2 separate regions of the Danio rerio genome follow, and region 1 is linked to region 2. The links are chromatin contacts, called in public Hi-C maps. All regions are on one chromosome and are shown on one strand. Each heading gives the region's core, a stretch centred on a gene start, on an enhancer-like site or on the middle of the called end of the contact. The rest is flanking DNA. Distances are from core to core; before and after follow the strand shown.

Region 1 (3,283 bases), core at 153-2,652, 77 kb before region 2:
ATAACACAAACAACACTGATGACATGGATTTTTTTTTAGTTTATTTATTTATTTATTTTTGTAAACCAATAAACAATGCTAGAATATAAATTAGCACAAAAACACACATTATACTCAATGCAAATTGATCACAGGATGGGGAAGGAAGTAGAGTGGTTTCAGTACAGTGAAAGTTAGAGGTGGTGAACGAGGAAGTGGTTTTGCTTGGCATGGTGTCTGGGTGAAATCAGAATAGATCATATCTGCCAATGTTGACCACACGACACATGCGGTCATCGCTTTTCACTAAGAGAGAGTAAGTCATTTTAGAAGCTTCTTTTGAGGCAAGACACTACAGCTGAATAGGGTAAAATATCAACTAATAGTTTTCAGCAAACTTTAGTTGACTCATCACATTAGGAATTGCAGGCTTTTGTTGTATTACAAAGTATTTTTAACAGTTTTCTAAAATATTATGTTCAATTAGGCCGTTTTATTAAACATGTATTCATTTACTTCTAGCAAAAAATATTTGATGAAGTTTGATTCAAAATTTTGACTCAATTAAATATTTTAAAGGAAAATACACTTTTTTGCCACCAAGATTAAGAAAATACAGCAAAAAGTATACATTTTCAAGGTCTTCAATAAAACTTGTATTAAATCAGGCATATTGTTTATGATCCCACTGTAAAATCCTTCAGAATACAGATATGAATAAATCTGTAAGTGCTGCTGAAGCGGAGCTTTATCCCTCAGTGCATGAAACTCAACTCAGTTTGAGAATAAAAATATAAATAAAAATAAAAGTATAGTTTAATAGCATACACAACAAGATAAGTTGCAACAAAAGAAACACTTAGTATATTCTGAATGTTTTCTTACATTAGACTGAAAAAATACACCAAAATGAACAGGTGTATAAAATAAAATAGTTTTTTTCATCTGCAGTGCCTTCCCTTAAGAGCAGAATATATTTATATATTTATATATATTTAAATATATATATATTTATTTATTTTTCAAAAAAAGCTTGTATGTGCAGGATGGATCATTCAGTTCAGTTCAATTGAAGTGTATTTGTATAGCACTTTTCACAATTATTACTGTTTCAAAGCAACTCTACAGAAGGTGCATTACAAATAAAATCAGAAAAGCTAAGGTTATATTACCATAACTTTAACTAATTACGAATAGCTTTTAACAGTTAAAGTTATTATAATATAGTCAACCTGCTCTTATAGTATATAGAGGATGTCTGTGTATAGATGTTAAATGAAGTGGATAAGCCGGTTTTGTTTTGTTCTCGGCCCCTGTAAACCTCCTGGTGTTCCTGACCAATCCAGACTCAGACAGCGTCTCCAGTCAGACACAGCCCAGCCTATCGGACGGCGAGGATCAGCTGGAGCGACTGCAGCAGGCAGAGCTGACGCGCAGCAGGCCCATGTCTCTGTGGAGAGCCGGCACTGTGCAGGCCTGGCTGGAGGTGGTCATGGCCATGCCAATGTACATGCGCGCCTGCTCTGACAATGTTAAGAGCGGAAAGGTAAATGCTGCTCTGCTCTTCATTTATGACTGCTCTTTTAATGTATTGTATTTCAGACCCTTTTACACTGATGTTAATGAAGATGCATACTTTTTATGCTAACAATTTGGTTGTGCAATCACATAAATCAATTACTGGTAGAGCTGTGTTTTAATTTGTAGCAGTATTTCACAATAATACTGAATTTATTAATTTTTTCCATACGCTCTCAGTAATAAAGGTACGCAAGCTGTCACAAGGGTGGTACCTTTTCAAACCCTACACATTTATACTTAAAGGGTCCATATTGGTACCTCAAAAACATATTTGTAGCTACAATTTTTGAAAGGTACACTTTTGTACTTTTTAGGCACTAATATGTACCCATGAAATATTAATATGGACCTTTTAGGTACAAATGCAAACCTTTTGAAAAGGTACCACCCTATTGACAGCTCTCATACCTTTATTTAAATATTTATTTATAGAGAGCAGACATTAAAGGTATAGTTCCCCAAAAAACTTCACCTAAAAACAATATAAGTAAACCCATTGTAACTTGGAACTGTTACGTTAAATAATTTTTTATAATATAAAACTATCTTAAATAAAGTCAACTAATTGCTTTTTACAGTGAACACTGAAAAAAAATGTTGCAAACAATTTGTGTTGAATTTAAGTTAATTAAATTGAGTAATGTTCAACTTAATTTGTTTGAGGCGACACAGTGGCGCAGTAGGTAGTGCTGTCACCTCACAGCAAAAAGGTTGCTGGTTCGAGCCTCGGGCTGGGTCCGTTGGTGTTTCTGTGAGGAGTTTGCATGTTCTCCCTGCATTCGCGTGGGTTTCCTCCGGGTACTCTGGTTTTCCCCATAGTCCTAAGACATGCGGTACCGGTGAATTGGGTAGGCTAAATTGTCCATAGTGCATGAGTGTGTGTGGATGTTTCCCAGAGATGGGTTGCGGCTGGAAGGACATCAGCTGCCTAAAAACCTGCTGGATAAGTTGGCGGTTCATTCTGCTGTGGCGACCCCGGATTAAAAAAGGGACTAAGCCGACAAGAAAATGAATGAATTAATTTATTTGATTAACTTCAGCCTAAATAAATTGTTTACAACCACTTAACCTTAAAAAATGTAGTAAAAAGGAATCATCTTTGAATATTTTTTTTCAGTGTAGGAACAAAATACTATGGAAGTCAATGATAACATTCTTCAAAATATATTTTGTGTTCAACAAATAAAAAAAAGATAAACTTAAAGCAGTTTGAAATGAGTAGAGTGAGTAAATGATCAGTTTTCAGCGAACTATCCATTTAAACTGCACATAACATTGAAAATAAGAAGAAATGTTTCTAGTACTGTTTCACGTTAAAACTGTTGAAAATATAGTTTTGTAATGAAGATAATAGTTCATTACATGTAAAATAAAATATGAACGTTATTTTAAATTGAAACAATTATTTCACTGTAAAAATTCTTGCTGCCTTCAATTTTTTACTCGAATCAAATGAAATTGTCTAGTCATCTAAACTATTATATCAATCAAACTGTCTAAAAATATGAAGTTAAACTTTGCAGAACTTTTAATTTTAGTTGAAACCTGATTAACTTCAAATAAGTTAGAGTAACAAAAACAGTTTTAGTCATGCCTTTTTGACATATTTTTTTACAATCTACAGTATAATTGTATTTTAGCCGCTTTGTCCTCAGAGATGTACAGTATATACTTCATATGAGTAATAAAACTGGTGGCACAGTGGTTAGAACTGTCGCCTAAC
Region 2 (3,382 bases), core at 415-2,914:
GAACTGATGACTTTCATGGATAATCACAGTAATTTCTGTTGTGCAGGTGAACACAATGGCAATTCGGCGCTGTTTAAGAACATGCTCAATGTTAGAGGGAAATTGACATTTTTTAAATTTCAGTATCGATTGGTACCGAATTCCAGTATCATGCAACACTACTAGACACTGGGAAGAACTGTATGTGTGCGTTTTGTAGGATCCATTTTATTTGCACTGTAGCAGTGGACTACTTTTTTTGGAGGACTTATTAACAGTCCATACCCTTATGTGCCTGCTGGAATACGCCATATTGAAGCAGATGGATTCCTCCATCAGTCTCAGAGCAGGATTACGCATTACGCCCCTCCTCTGCCTTAAAAGTCTGTTCCCTGTTCAGCTCAAACAGCAGCAAAACTCCAGTCCAAAGACTATTAGCACAATCCAATCAAGATTGGTTTTCCCTAAGGCTCCATATCTGACTTCTTGAAGAGGAAGGACTTGAGGGGAAACGTGATGGCACAGTTTTTCTCTGCAAGGAATGATCTGCCAGCTGACACCTGGTGACAACCGGGCTTAATATAAAATTGCGAGACCCTCCAAAGCACTTGCACTTGCATGAGGACAGCTGGCATTATCTTCTCCTTTCTCTCTCACATACTTTTATTTACACACTTTCATCCTGTATGGTCTTCCAGAAGCCCCCTTAATCAGAGAGCCCATCTCCAGCGCATCTCAGCAAAGCTCCTACTCAAGTGTGTTTCGCCAGTTTTGCCCTTGACTTTGGCAGAGCACGGCAAAGCACACACAGATCTGGGGATTACATGCAGGATTTCCGTGGGGGGAAAGAAAAGCTGTAATAGGAAACTTGTTGTGCCTGGTTGCTGCGCACCACCACCGCCACAGCACTTTCAGGCAGTGTGGCGCATTATTGTGAGGATGTTTGTTGCTCAAACAAGTTCAACAGAGCAGACTATTTTTGTTTCACGGCAAATGAAACTCCACTTGTTTGGCTTCCAAGTGATATCAGCAGAGATTTGAAGCACACACCATGTCCCTGAACGAGCTGGATGGTGTAACTCGAAGGTCGAAATTTGCTTCATTAGTCATTCGAAATCAGAAGCAAAAGTGGTCAGATGATATCCAATCCATTTTATGAAAACATTCACCCATGGCTCTTGGATGGAGCCATGCATTCCTAACTGTTTTACTCAATATTTGTTTAGGATGTCTGCACATGTTGGACCATTGGCAAAAATGACATTTTTCAATCCTTTTCAAATCCGTATCAGCCCCAGTCAAAACTAGGAATGCATGCTATATCGGGATGTTATCAGCTATTATATTTGGCCTATTAGGATAGAATAGCATGTTCTTATAATATTTTTATGTATCCACCATGGGATAATTTAATTCATGAACCGATTTCATGCAAAAAAAAGCATTGGTTATGTTGGCACGAACATGCACGTTTCATCCTTGTATGTTCAGCCTCGCGTTTGCCGTAAAGGGCTCCTTTATAACATGCCTTCAAAGAAATCTTGCACAATAGGCAGTTGAAAGGGCATAGGATTGAATGGCCACTTTAAGAGTAAGCCGTACTTGGCCTTCAAGTATACATTCCTGCTGCTTTGTGTTTCCTCTGTGGTCCTGCTCCTCGAACCCGCCCACTCACATTCAGGAACCAGACGCTCTGGGTTCCCACAGGGCCATCAGCCAAAGCAAACTACAGAGAGGAAATGTGGCCCTCACTCACTCACTCACTTGCTCACTCTTTCAATCACTCGCTCATGTGCTCCAGCATTAATGGAGGCCTTGTTATATTTTCTCAGTCATGATTAACAATATAGAGCATGCTACATTTTATCCAACATGAATATTTCATCTGTATTTATAGTCTAGGCTAGGGCAACACATAGTGCTTTGCAATAACCTCATTTAGAGTTCTTCAAAATTGTATCATAAATCCAGATGGCCACAAGCTTCCTTGAAGGTTTATATAAGGCTCCAGGTTTGCACCCAGATGTTGTGCATGTCCTAATCTGGATCAATTGTGTGGTTTTGATACAGTCTGCCCTGCATGTGTGTCACGAGGCCACACGTTTGATGTGGTGATGAGTGAGTCCCGTGTCACGGCTGCCCTGATTTCAGATCAGCGGACGTTGCATCAGCGGCTCCCTTGTGGTGTCTGGGAGGGTGCACAGTCAAAGACTATTATGTCTGGGACGCCCTGGTCTTCCTGGAACTCCAGACCTCAGGGAAGGAACAAACACAGACAGACGTTCTTTGTTGGGTGTGCAGTGGTTGTTCATCGCTTGAGTCATGTTTTGACTTACCCATCCGCATTTTTGGAAGGGAAAAAAAACAACAAATTTCCCTTTGCGCAAGGCAAGCAGGTGTTCAGACTTCTAACAAAACATGGGTAGTGAGCCAGTTGTACATTTTGATGCTTTGCTTGACCCTCTGAACCCAGATAAATATTGTCTGTCAATGGTGATTACCTAAAACTCATTATATTGGACAATGTTTTCTACCATGTTGTGTATTTTCTGTTTTGAATTTTGTTTTATGAATTTTTGTTTCAACGTGATCAATCTGGGCAGTTTAATCACACACTGAATTGTTTTTGGTATTTTGTCGCATCCAAAAAGTTGGGGGAATAAGTCAGATATTTGTGTCTGATTATGATTACTTTCCAAATTCACCCACCCTAAAAAGGTTTCTTAATGATTCCACATAATAATTATATATATAACTATATCTAGTGGTGTAACGAGTTACAAATCCTACGGTTCGGATCATGTTATGGTTTTTAGTTACGTATCGGACCATTTTTTGGATCAGCCAAAAAGGGGAAGAGACAAATTTGCTTTCCATTTATTATAAAAACAGTACTGCAAGAAACTTTTGGTTTTAACAAACAGAACTTAGAACTTGTAATTTTATGAAAAATAAAATAAAGAATTAATCACCGGAATAAAAATAAATAGTAAAATAATCAGTACTGTGAAAAATTTACTGTTATTAGTACTGGAGATGATAACGTTAAATGTAGATATCTAACATTATCATTTTTACCATTCATATTTTTTGTCTCATTTTTAATAAATGATTCGATTAATTATTCATAAAACTTCATGTTTAATTGCTAGATGTGTCATTTTTGAAGAATTATTTAGTGGCAAATTTTTGATGGCTGGTTGTCACCACCTATTGGTTAAAAAGTGTAATTGCTGCCTACAACTTTAATTTTTGAGCATCAGTGAAATGCATATGACAGTGATTTTAACCTTTACCATAAACATTAGTGCTTTTATCTAAACTATAAACTGTTATCCCAGGACTTTGTGTTATTTTACTGTTTGTAACTTCATAATAACTAACTCAAAAGACTCTGAATCCT

Evidence for each region. Hi-C and Micro-C count contacts between places; a contact is called where the count stands out from the background.
Region 1: a Hi-C map of embryo shows a contact between it and region 2, with 1.5 times the contacts expected there. The contact joins two enhancer-like sites. A contact is called at or near these places in 4 of 18 Hi-C or Micro-C datasets (caudal fin, embryo, fibroblasts and 1 more).

Annotation. Positions count from the first base shown.
Region 1 is chr11:27,943,055-27,946,337 of GRCz12tu, reverse strand. It overlaps a transcript of kaznb not described here. Among named protein-coding and RNA genes, the nearest start is that of tmem51b, 18 kb to the right of the region's middle. Within about 2 kb of position 1,402, at least 23 of the 62 cell types and tissues checked have an H3K27ac peak or open chromatin away from gene starts, as enhancers often do.
Region 2 is chr11:27,866,428-27,869,809 of GRCz12tu, reverse strand. All of the region lies in intron 1 of skib (v-ski avian sarcoma viral oncogene homolog b), which reads left to right. Among named protein-coding and RNA genes, the nearest start is that of plch2b, 18 kb to the right of the region's middle. Within about 2 kb of position 1,664, at least 32 of the 62 cell types and tissues checked have an H3K27ac peak or open chromatin away from gene starts, as enhancers often do.